Regions from separate parts of the Anas platyrhynchos genome. Here region 1 is linked to region 2. The links are chromatin contacts, called in public Hi-C maps. All regions are on one chromosome and are shown on one strand. Each heading gives the region's core, a stretch centred on a gene start, on an enhancer-like site or on the middle of the called end of the contact. The rest is flanking DNA. Distances are from core to core; before and after follow the strand shown. Region 1 overlaps SEPTIN9 (septin 9). Region 2 has its middle 13 kb from the start of SEPTIN9.

Evidence for each region. Hi-C and Micro-C count contacts between places; a contact is called where the count stands out from the background.
Region 1: a Hi-C map of subcutaneous adipose tissue shows a contact between it and region 2, with 2.2 times the contacts expected there. The contact joins two enhancer-like sites. A contact is called at or near these places in 2 of 8 Hi-C or Micro-C datasets (skeletal muscle and subcutaneous adipose tissue).

Annotation. Positions count from the first base shown.
Region 1 is chr19:7,727,573-7,733,897 of IASCAAS_PekinDuck_T2T, reverse strand. The region is part of intron 2 of SEPTIN9 (septin 9); the gene reads right to left. Among named protein-coding and RNA genes, the nearest start is that of SEPTIN9, 40 kb to the right of the region's middle. Within about 2 kb of position 2,092, at least 3 of the 8 cell types and tissues checked have an H3K27ac peak or open chromatin away from gene starts, as enhancers often do. A contact at or near this core is called in subcutaneous adipose tissue, where this site is marked.
Region 2 is chr19:7,674,529-7,680,708 of IASCAAS_PekinDuck_T2T, reverse strand. No RefSeq gene overlaps it. Among named protein-coding and RNA genes, the nearest start is that of SEPTIN9, 13 kb to the left of the region's middle. Within about 2 kb of position 2,773, at least 1 of the 8 cell types and tissues checked has an H3K27ac peak or open chromatin away from gene starts, as enhancers often do. A contact at or near this core is called in subcutaneous adipose tissue, where this site is marked.

The sequences.
Region 1 (6,325 bases), core at 843-3,342, 54 kb before region 2:
CAAACAAAGTGCCTCCGTATACACACACAAAGGACTTCCCTCAGCTGCAATCCTCAACAATCATTTATCTTTCTCCAGAGGCGGAATGTAGTCCTGTGCCTACTTCTGGAAGCAAAATCCAACGCGGACAGTGTGGGACGTTGCAGCAGCAGAGGCGCAGCAGCAGCAGAGGCGCAGCAGCAGCAGCAGGCTCACGCCGCCCCCTCCCGGCCTGGGTGGCCACAGGCCCAGCTGCATGCCCCAGGCCACCACTGCCTTGCACCCATCGTCACCCACCCAAGCTGCACAACCCCGGCTCTCCCAGCCCCTCCGAGCAGGGAATGGGTCGCTGGGAGCAAAGGAGCTGTGCCAGAGGAGATCCGAGGTGCAAGTGTCTGGGGAGGGGGACACTCACCCTTAGCCTGCTGGCAAGCAGTGACTGGTGCTGCTGGGATGCAGCTGCCGACGGGCTCTCTGGAAACGTTGGATGACCCATGCTGGGGTCTCACAGTCAGCTCAGGGTCAGCAGCCACCTGAGCCCCTCAGAGGCACCCAGGTGGTTCAAGGAAGCCCACTGAGACATTTCTGCGGGCACCCCCCCTGCATGCATGCTAAAAAGCAGCAGTGAGTTCCCAGAGAGCACTGTTTATGGAGTGTAGCTTTGCAAAGACCGGCTGAAGCTGTTAAAATGGCCTCCCCTCTCCTTTACAGGCAGCATAGTCAAGGACATGGGTCTCTGGGCTGGGAGCCTGATGCAGACACTTGGGGCAGCTCGCCCCATCGCTGTACGTGGTGTCAGGACCTTGTTTCGGGGGGCACCCAGCAGTCAGCACCCAAAGGCTGACCAGTTCTGTGCAAATTGTCTGTTCCTGATATTACTGTCCCAGTTACTGTCCCAGTAACATCAGGAACAGCTCTTTTTTAACTCTTTCCCTTTGTTTTATAAATGACCCAGACAGACTCCAACGTACTTCACCTGCAAGCCAAGGCACTACATTCACCCGAGCAGCCCAGCCGCTGCGAGCTCCCCATCCCACATCTGCCGGCCCAGCCCTGTGCTCGCTCAGGAGCTCAGAAAGTCCAGCCCCAACACCTGCCCCACACCAGCCAATGTCACCAAAGCCACCGCGCCAGCACCGGGGCTAAGAACTCAAAACATGCAGCCCTGGAAAGAAAAAGCATCTGAAACTGATAAAAAAGCATGTCCTGCGCTCACTGAACTGCACTCATCGAAAGCGAAGGAGAGCATGTCACACGCAGCCAAGCCCACAGATCCCATGTGAGGAATCACGCTTATCACTCCCCAAATCAGCTTCTCTGGAACCCAGAGCTTTCTCACAGAACTACTGCTTTAGTTTAGACGCTCTCTGGTAGGGATGTGATCACTAAACCAACACAGGCCTGTTTATGTAGCACCAACTTCTCGTGGATACAGACCAGGCCTAGCAAAAAAAAAAATAAAAAAAATTAATCCACTTTCAGGTTTATTGCGTGATTATTGCTTGTAAAACTAATGCATTCTGGTAAGAAGCAGGGGCAGAGCCTGGCTCCCAAGAAGCTCGGTGCAAAGGGGATGGTCTCGAGGGACGTGGGTTGAGCACGTAGTAAAGGACGGGGTACCACCTCCCTCAGCTGTTCTCGGTGGGGTACCCACCAAGCACTAACAGCACAGCTGGAAGCTCCTTTGCCTGCAGAGAGCTTCAGCACAGACCCCCAAAGGCCAGATCCTGCCTCAAAAATCAAGGGGTAACGGGACCACAAATGCCATTTTCCAAGGAGTTACAGCAAATCTGAGGCAGAGCAAGAAATCTAGCCTGAATTTTCTCAGGCATCATACCGTGCAACGGGACTCGCTACCCATTAAACCTTCACTGCTGTGCATACGATGCTGGGGCCCCGCGCCCCACTGCAGTGCTCGCAGCCCAAGGCATCGCTGCTCTCTAACAAATTATTCTGTCCATTAGTTACAGCTGCACTACAGCATGGAGAAGCCAACAGGACAAAGATATTGTGATTCTGAGATCATTAAGGCAACAGAAGACATGTGTTGACCCAGACATACTTCCCTAACTACGTACTTGCTCCTACTCAGCATTATGGTATGCTGGACCTTGGAAGCGCCCTGACTTGCATGAGAAACGTCCTCCCTCACCCCAGCAGCATGGGAATCGCTCTGCTGGGAGGCTCCGAGTCATCCAGCGAAGCACGGAGCAGAAGGGCAGGCGGGAAGGGAGCTCCTGCCCCGGGCTTCACCAAGCTCAGCAGAGCGGTGCTGAGAAGTGTTACCTCCGCTGTCAGGCCAGAGATGAGCTGTGCGCCACAGCGGGATCGTATTTAATGGAGATGAGCAGAAATTCCAGCAGATTTAAAAGCAGACATCAGGAAATGGATAATGCTTCATACCTTGACATGCCTCAGACAACTGCGGGAATGCATCCACCGGCCAGGCGAGAGCAGGCTGGGAGCAGCCGAGCACGCTGCAAACATAGCTGTCTGCAGAGGCAGCTCTGCAGCCCCAAGAAACCCAAACCCTTCCCGAGAGGAGGCCCAACGGGACCTATCTGGTTATTAACTGAGCCAAAACCCGCAGTCATTGCAGGTCACAGTGCAGCACCTCCGAAGTGGGTGAAGGCAGATGCTTGAACAAGAACACCAGCAAAAAAAAGCTGCAGGCTTTTTTGCAGTGCATGGCACTCGGGGGACAGGGCATTGAACACCGCAATAAACCATGGCTGTGGGCACCAGGTAGGAGCAGGGGACAGTGAGGGGAGAACTAAGGACAGCCCAGTGGCTGACAGCAAAGGTGGGACAGGCAGGAAAAAGCATCCAGTGTGCCAGGGCTGGATGGAGGGGGTGGGATCTAACAGAAGGTAGAAGCACCCACACTGCAAATGCCTGACCTGGTGTCCCATGCCACAAGCCAGAGCAAAGAGAAACACGTTTGGTAAAGGAGAGCCTACAGGTGTGTGAGGACCATGAAAAAGCAGTATGTCACTGTCCTAACTGCCATCTCCCAGGAACAACAGCGGCACCAAAAATCTTGAAGCAGAAAAGACAGAGTGATAAGAAGCAATCCCAACCCTGCTGCATGCTTTTTAAAGATTAACTTGGATAAAAAAGTGACAAAAAGGCACATTCCCTCCTACCAACCCTTCACACCTCCAACACTCACACACAGTATCACTTCTCCCCTTCTCTAGTGCTCAGGGCAGGCACGTGGTGCATCCCACGGGGCTCTGAGGACCACCGAAGATGCTCGGTTGTGATGTACTCAGTGTGAGAGCTGCTGCCTGGGCAGCCTCCAAAAGCCCTGTGCTGCAAGCAGGGGCCGTCTTCTCACTGCTCTGATCATTGAGGTGCACAAATGACACATAAAACATGTTAAATTCTGGATGCATGCGCACACACAAGCATATACCCACAGGTGGTGCTTTGTATAACTGAAAGATTACAAAAGGATCACCAGTGGGTTAATAAACAGTTCCCCGTTTGTTCTGGAGTCCAGCACATTGCTTACAAGCACCTCCAGCACTCCCAGCTGCCTGCTCCTGGGCCCTGCACCTCATACATGCCACTCATTGCATCCAGGTGTTATAATTACCTGCTAATCATTTAGTAACTTCTACACTGGGTTCTCCAAGTGTAATTTTAAAGGCAGCATTAATAATTTACCTGGGAGATCAGACTTCCTTTCCCACGGTGGCTGCACCGATCCCATCACTCCCTCATCGCAGTAATCAGACCCCGGCCGCCTGGCATGCTGCTGACCCTTTCCTTTCAAGAAGAGGTAAAGGGCCCCGTGGCATTAACAATCAGGGCTTTGTAGAAAGATCTGGACTAATCAAACCAGCCATCTGCTGAGGAAAGCCACCTCCAGCCGAGGAGCACCCCTGCTGCCACCAAAGTGCTCGGAAAGGCAGAGCGGGGCACAGATGTGAGCAGGGCCGCAGCCCCCAGCACAGCTGCCCGGCCCCAAACCACCAGAGCAGGATGCCTGGAAACCAATTTGATTTAGGCTTTTCATGCAGGATTAGCGTGTGGAAACGTGCGAGAGATAGTTTAACTGGATTAAAAGGAATCAGCAAGTTGTATGAGAGGGTATTTCTTATACCTGCACCCAAAGGCACCACCGGAGCCCGGTGCCTCCTTACAGAGCCTGAGGAAGACCTCGCTGCTTGGAGCAAGGCACAGCGCCAGCATCACCCCGTGCATTCAGGGCCTTCACCCGCAGCGCCCATCATCGTCATGGGATCTCAGACTGGGGACACTGCTCCGCTGCGAGGAAGCCTGGGCTCTGCTTGGGCGGCACAGACCCCATGGGACGTGCTGAGCTGCAGCAGCTGTGGGAAAACAGCCCTCGAGGAGGAGGAGAGGCCCAATTCCCACCCGCTCCGAGGTGCCCTCACCCCGTCCAGCAGCGACACAGTCAGATCTGGAGTCAGCTCTTCCCACCCACAGCAGAATATTAATTAAAAGCATGCTTAGGGCCAGAACAGTGACGAACGTGGCCCCCAGCGCTGCACAGATCTGCTTTCATCTGAGTCATGTTTCGGTTTAGTCACCGAGGCCGGAGCTCTGGCTCTCCCTGTGCTGGGAGCGCTGCCTGCCCGGCCACGGGGGGAGAGCACGGCTGCCCATGTCGTGGGCAGCGCCTTCTGAACGAGACATAGAGCCAGCCGAGCTCCTCTTCTCCCCTGTGATATTGCCAGTTTTGTGCCTGAAGCCCCATTAGGGATGATTTTCCTACATCATTACATTCCCCATCCTGCCAGGCACAGCCTGCTCCTGCCTGAGCCGAGCGGAGCAGCCACACACGTGCCCCACCTCCAGCCCCCAGGCACGGCTCCTTGGGGTAAGGCTCGGGGCGCGCTCCCCATGCCCAGTTTGTGCATTCTGACCCCAAAATGACGTAGCCCTAGCTCTACCACATCTGAACCACCCGCAGCTGAGTCAATTCCAGCAAGGGCCAGTGAAACACGCACGCACTTGGACACTGGTAATTCACAGACGCTGCTCATGCTCATGCCTTAGCATGAGTTCGTGCACCTCTGCACAACCGTGCTCCCCAGAGTCCTCCTGCCTGCAGCCCCAAAAGCAGAGCCAGCCCAGGCAGGGGGTTCTCGCAGCATCTTACGGGCTGGGAGAGACCCACCTGTGATGCTTTTTGGGAACAAAGAGCCTCAGATCACATCACCACAGCCAGAAATCTTAGAAGTTTGGACAAGACCTCCAAGATCATCCAGTCCAACATTCTCCCTACCATCCACTAAACCACATCCCTAAATCAGAGTTCCCTTTCACACCAGCAACCTTTTGCAACCCCCTCCTCTGCACAGCAGGAAGGGGCCCAGGGGTGCACAGAGAGTGCAACAGGAGCTGTGGAAGGCCAAACCACAAGGGGAACAAAGCCACCCTGCCACCTCCTCCTGTTCCCCCAAACCCTGCCTTGCAGAGGCCTGCACGCAGTGGCAGAGGGCTTCCCAGCCCAAGGCACTGCCTTGCCAAAACGCACGCCAGCCGCTGCGTTAGGAGCAGCTCTCAGGAATGCTTTGAAGTGGCTCAAACCAGAGCAGAAAGCACAAGCAAGAGAGATGGAGAGAGGGATGAGGAGGCATCAGCTGCGCTCTTCGAAGGCAGTGAGGAGCGGAGGATGCTCCTGCAGGTAAGTTCCCTTCCCAGCGGCTCTCAGCATGTGCCCAGATGGGGCCCCACAGGTTTGTGTGGGGCCAGCCATGGCAGCAGCTTTCTCTGGCCACAGTTCGCTCCACCCTGGCTTAAGCGTTTCCTCTCATCCCTGTGGTTTCACTTCCAGCGCCGATGCCCAGCAGCCGCCTGGGAACGCCCAGGAGAGGCCTTGTGCCCGCGCCGGCTCAGCACAGAGGAGGGAGACCCACGGTGGCATCCCGTCGGCTGCAGCACACCGGGGATTTTACTGCTGGCCCCTGCCCCTCGCCGTCCCTCTTTGATCCCGGCTGTCCTGCTCACACCCACCAAGCCAGAGCCTCACGGTGCCACTGTGCTGCCCATCCCATCTCCCCGCTGCTCCCTCAGGATAAAGGGTCCCAGGAGCAGCCACCCTGCAACTGCTGCAGGAGCAGCTTGCAGAGACACCGCTCCCCACCAGCTCGGCACACCTGGGAGCGGGTTTTGGAAGCACTCAGGCACGCACCATTAGCTGGGATTTGCAGGGAAGCTGGGGACCAAGACAGAGTTATTCCTTCCTCCTCGCAGCGCCCTCCGCCCGCCCCCCAGCCACCCCAAGCACCCCGTGCTCGGCCAGCAAGGGGAGCGAAGCACGAGCTGGCAGCGCTGCAGGGCGAGCAGCAGCGGTGCAGGACACGCAGGC
Region 2 (6,180 bases), core at 1,524-4,023:
AGTGCCTCACAGCTTACTGTTCTGATACAGGTAATGGAGGCCACTAATACCTACGGCCTTCCATCAACATGACAGCAATCCATCCCCATAGGTTTTCAAGCAGTAATTGTCTTGCTGCTGAACCATGCCCATTTCATTGACACTTCAATTTATCTAACCACAAATGCAGTTTAGCCCAAATTACATTGTGTGTACACCTAACATTTCTGGACAAGCGTCTCTTTTCCAAGAAACCACGAGCAGTAGCAAATCTGTCTTCTTACAGAAAGGAAGAAAGGCAATGCAAAAGCGGTGCGTGTGGCTGCCAGTTATAATTGAAATAATTTTAATAATTCATGCCTCATTACCTTGCCACATGGCAGTTCAAAGACCATCTCCTAATCCTTTAACCCTTTTCTCCTGCATCCTTTGGTTTGGTTTCTTAGTTTAATCAGGGAAGAAACAAAACGGGGAACTCTCATCAGCACTTGCCCATAGGGACAAAACACGGGAGAAGCTGGTGAGGCTAAGATCTTAATCCCCTTTCCTCCTGCTCCCTCATTTTCCTGGGTTGATCCATCACTGTCAGATGAAACAGCAAAAGAATTGTAAACTATTATATACCCCAAACCACTGGATGAAGCTGGAATTGCTTTATGGTGTGTCTAGGTACTGTACCATGAACAAGGAGGGCTATTTATTTAGCAGCTTTGCTAAAAAATAGGATCTAGGCATTATATATATATATATATATATATATATATATATATACACATATATTAATGGTTTTGAAGTCTTCTTATTGTCCCTTAACCATTTAGGGAGATAACTTATCTGTTTATTATTTCTATCCTACACAGGGAGACTGCAAACAAGAAAGAAAGGTGTAAAATTATTTTATGGCTGCAAGCACAGTCCTGTTCACTTATGAAAGGGAAACAGCCCTGTAAAAACACATTCGTTTTAAGCACAGTGCATATTTACACAGGAGGTGTCCCTCCTTCAGAAGTTAAACTTGTGTGTGTGAGGGAAACCAAACCACACATGTGAACATGCATCAACACGAGCAGAATAGCACTAGCATTAGATTTCAACACCAGAAACGCCAACATCAGCAAAGCCTACCATTTATAACTGGTTACTCAATATGCTCCAACAGGCAAATGCATTGAGCTATAGATAAACAGGCTGATAGCTTAATGAAAGCTGTAACATAAAGAACATTGCAATCGCTGCTATTACCACCTCACCTACAGCACACTTTACCAGTTTGCTGAGCCACGCGGCTCCCAACACAGCACAGACCCCATCTCATGGGCAGCTAGCCAGCACACAAGGTCTTTTGTGCCCCAGGTCCTGCCTGCAGCCCCACAAAGGGGCAGGGAAGAGCTGTCAGCATAGGTGGTGGTGCCCTCAAACTCAACAGCAGGAGGCATGGAGTGCCTGCTGATTTCGAGATAGTGAGATCTGCTTTGAAAAAAGTCCAGGTCAGCAGGCAGCAGAGCCAGAGCAGGGCCACCTTGGGAATGATTCAGATGAACACAGAACTCAGGTCTCAGGTGATGGAAGCCTGCATAGCTCTAGGGACATTAGAAGAGGTGATTTATTTCAGCTGACCCATGGTGTTTTAGGACTGTCACTGAGGTTTGCCTGCTGATCATATACAGCTGTTTCCATGCCCTTGTTGCACCAGGTGGAGCACAATTTACCTGCCTGCTCTTGCCTTCTATAGAGGGTTCAGCAGTGGAGTTGCTGTGCCTACAAATGGTGGGGATTCAAATGAGGAGTGTCCCACAAGCCTCTTTCCAGGATGGATAAATGCCTAGCAAGCAAAGTGATCTTGTCTGAGAACTTACTAGGCAGCTGAGCAGTGCTCCAGAAGCTGCACATTACATTTGAAGCTCTACAATATGATCTATTGACATACCCTCTCTACCTGCAGGGTGAGGACAAAGGTGATCAAACACAGGTTTGTTTCATGAATAAGCTCTGAGCCAAAGCACTTTCTTCACTTAACAGGAAGAGTACAACTAGCACGACTCATAGGAGATCTCCTCTGCTACCGCTGCCCGCCGGCAGGATGCTCAGCTGAAAAAGCCACTTCAACCTTTAGACATCATCCAACGTGTCACACATCTTCTCAAACGCTGCAAAACTAGAATGTTCAGGTGGGTATTTGCCTTCAAAGTACCGATAAAAATTTGTAATTTCCCTTTTTATCATTATGTACCATAAGAAGTGCTACCCAAAGACAAAACCCAAGATTTTTGAGTGCTATCACGTTGGATTTTCCAGTTTGAGGAACAGTAAAAGAAGAGGTCAGTCATCATTACAGCTGTGTCCTTATTCAAGGCAGAACACTTTAAACAGTTGAGGCCAAACTGTACTGTTCAACTCCTGCCAGCATTCAGTATGGGAGAGCTTGGGGCTCTTCTGGTCTGGGCGAAGGGCCAGAAAATGATTCTGAACAGAAAAAAGCAAAGTCCATTCTAATTTCTGAGCGAGCCAGGTGAAATATAAAAATAAGTCAATTTAAAATACAAAGCTCTGATTGAGTTTTTAAGTATCTGTTCCACTGTGACAACATTAGCAATTAGTTACAGTAAACCAGGCAAGACAACTGATCTCTATTTTGGTTGTGTTCTTCTCAGAAGGACATTCCCTGCCTCAGCCAGCTGCCCGCGTGCAGCACAGCTCATACAAAGGATCACGTGTGAGCTGTGATCATGGAGTGGGCCACAGCAGAACTCCATCTCCCCCCAGTTCATAGGAGGTGCCAGAGCCCTGTTCTGAGCTGCTGTGAAACAATCTGCTCCCAAATTCATCCTCTGATCAGAGCTGGCCGCTGATCCCTTCTCACAGTTCCCAGGCACGCTGCGCCCTTCAGCCACCATCCAGCTTTTTGTGGCTGAGTCTCCTCCAGCTCTTCCTTTCCAAAACCATGTTAAAGTCTTTTAAAGGACCCCGAGCATCGTACAGAGCAATAGAAAGAGAAAGCTGACCATTCCCCTCCTCCTTCCCTGGCTGCCCCAACCAGCTGCACTGCCAACTCCCAACACATCCTGACCATATATTTAGTCTGCAGCAATTTGCTTTGCATTGTCTCGTGCGGGTTCCAAGCGCAGGGATTACATATCCAGCAAGGCATCCAGCAGCCTCACTGAGGGCCTGTCATTTCAGAGATTCAGCTCATCGCCATGCTGCTGCTGGAGGCCGAGACATTGCCTGGTCCAGGGCACAGCTATGAGACAGAGGAGGCAAATGGCAAGTCAGGGAGACGATCCCAAATCCACATCTGCCTGATGGTGTACAGAGCAGGGAGAGAGTTAACATTATCCTTGCTGACATGGGGACTTGCCCAAATCCTCTCTCCAGTTTGGGAAATTGGTCAGAATTCAGCAGAGCCACCAGTGCCCCCAGCCCAAGACCTACATCCCCAAACCAGCACGCTGCAGTGAGCCTGGCCTGGGGAAAGCGAGAGCTGATCTGCAGGAACAGGATATGCTGATCCTGGAGACAGCTCTTCTCTCAACACTGCTCCATATGCAATCAGGAACTGTAATCCCTGCCTGGGGCTGAAACAGCTTCTCCTCTGTACTTCCCAAGCACTTAAAGGCAGCGCAGTCAGCAATGGGCACCCAGGTATTTGTGCAATACAAATGAGACGCATGCACAGAAGGAATGGCCACAGCCCCCAGAGACTCAGCAACAGCTTGCACCTCTGGAAAAAGACAAGGGAAGGGGTCCTCAGAAGGGAAACCCTGAAAAAAAAATGCCACTGGTCAGATTAAGTGGTTTTGCAGCATCCCAGGCAGCAGGTTTGCTCAGGGATGAGCAGTAGTAGGACAGCATATCCCATTGTCCACCCAGCACTGTAACAAGTGCCAAACAAGAGCAAGGCTGGCCCTACCAATATGGAAGAAAACAAGATATGGTTATTTTCTCCCACTGAGCACATTTCTCTATAAACTGGTTGTCCTTGCAGCAAATTCCTGAAGAAACATCACCCTCTTGTGTTCAAGTTGTAGCTAGCAAGGAATGGTTCACAAAGCGGAAAATCAAGCAAGCAGTCTGCACACAGCAGCCATTTGGCTCATTAGTCTTGGATTTGGAAAAGTGGTGTTCAGGCTGTGGACGTGGGGCTCAGAGGGCAGATGTAGAGGACATGCTCTCCAGAATGACTGCAGAAGATGGAAGGAACATACGCTACATTTATCGGTTTCACTTCGCTAATGAAGAGGCTCACCCCACTGGAAAATGTTCAAATCTACAAGTTGTTGTTTTTTTTCCCCTAAAGAGCACTGATGCCACAAACAACCGGTAACACAAATCAGCCTTGCATACTGGCTTTGCCCTGAGATCTTCAGGCTACACACTTGCTCCTGCCCTCACTGTCCAGCATGTATCATTGATGTCCGAGCCTTCGACCACACAAATTAAATACTAATCTGTTGTTACCAGTGCTCTGCCACTAACAGCTAAGCTTTTAAAGAATGTATAAGCTTGAGGTGTCCCACACCTGTGACAAATCTGTTTGCTTCCCAGAAGCTGAGCACCTCCTGTGCTTCCAGCACTGACTGCAACACTGTATGAGCTGCATGGGATATAAAAGCAAAAAGGGATTCACCAAGGTGCAGGCTTGTGCCCTACACCTTGGTTTAAGTTTTGCTTTCACTTTTAATTGGGATGTTAATCTGGCACTCCTCTCGCTTCAGAAGTGAGCCACCACCATTAACCACAATGTCATGTTCTTTCTTGTTCTTACTCCATCCTTAACCTTCAGAAAAAAAAAAAAAAAAAAAAAAAAAAAGGTCTTCTAACAACCCTGGCAGCCCCAGGGTTGTTTGCTTCCCCCAGGCTTTGCAGCAAAAGCTGCAGCTAGCCAGTGAGACACACCTTGTGCTGGTTCTTGATAACCCCAGCACTGTTCACCCAAATGCATTTTATTTATTTATTTATTTTTTTTTTTTAGGAGTTACAAAAACTATCCACGGACATTTTTACATGCTTGTTGTATGAAACAAACACTAAAACATTGTGGGGAGAGTTCCCACTTCCAATCTGTTTGGCTGCTTCACTTGGTTTAGTATGCTCACTGGCAGCCAATGTAAAAATATTCCCTGCTGTCCCATCCAGGATGGCATCTTGCACGTTCCTGGAATGAGCAAGCTATCTCCCTTTCACTTCCCCTTACTATGTTTCTGTTCATCTCCTACAACTACTTCCAAAGCAACAAATGCAAACAGTTCAATTTAGAAAAAATTGATAAATGCCAATAAAGAAGCCTACGTCAGATGCGAGATCTCCAATGTGTCTGCCATTTAGATTGAATCAGAACGTTAATATGCATTAAATGGTATTTGAGAATTTCAGATGTATTTAATACAAGCAGATTTGCATGTCTACCACTGAGTTTTTAATCCTTGATAAATGCGCAGAATAATCAATTATTCAATGAACATACGAGAGTTGGCTGATTAAATCTCAATTATAAAGGCAAGTCTTACCCACTATTTATTGCAACTGTTCTCCCAGCATTGCCTAATTAAACCATATTTGATTATGGGGTGAAAAACATTTATTGCAGATATTGTGGCTCTGTAACTGATGCATATCTGTGGCCTGGCTGTTAAGCCTTAATAAATACATTTTAAACAGCTAATTATTTAATTAACAACAGTCTCTTCCAATCTCAGTGTAAAGCATACTGAAGTCCTTTCATGAAAGACCTAATGGAAATTAAACCATCAGAAGCTGCTTCATTGTTTTCACTCCCTCCCACACATCCTGGTGGTGCTGGGGTGCTTCCAGCTCTACTGCCCAGGCTTTAGAGAGCCTGTGCTGCATGGGCAGGGGATGCTGTGTTTTCTTCTATAGGGGACATCCAGCTCCTAGGGATCTTGTACTGCAAGCATCCTGCAAATCTGCAGACTCCAAAAGCAGCCTGGATGACCACCTCTGATGTGCCTCTGATTCTCCACTGCAGACATGTGATGGTCAACAAGATGAGTCCTGCCTATTTTTACACCACCTGTTTAATCTATTTAACTCTAGATTTCATCCTCATTGAAAGGTTAGCTTCACCTGGGGAGATTTGCTAATTGGCCCATGGCATACAAGGCAGCTGTGTGGTGCTGTTCACCTCCAGTTAGCTCTGATTAAGAGAGACAAAGGCAAGGATCTTTTGGAGCTCTTCCATGG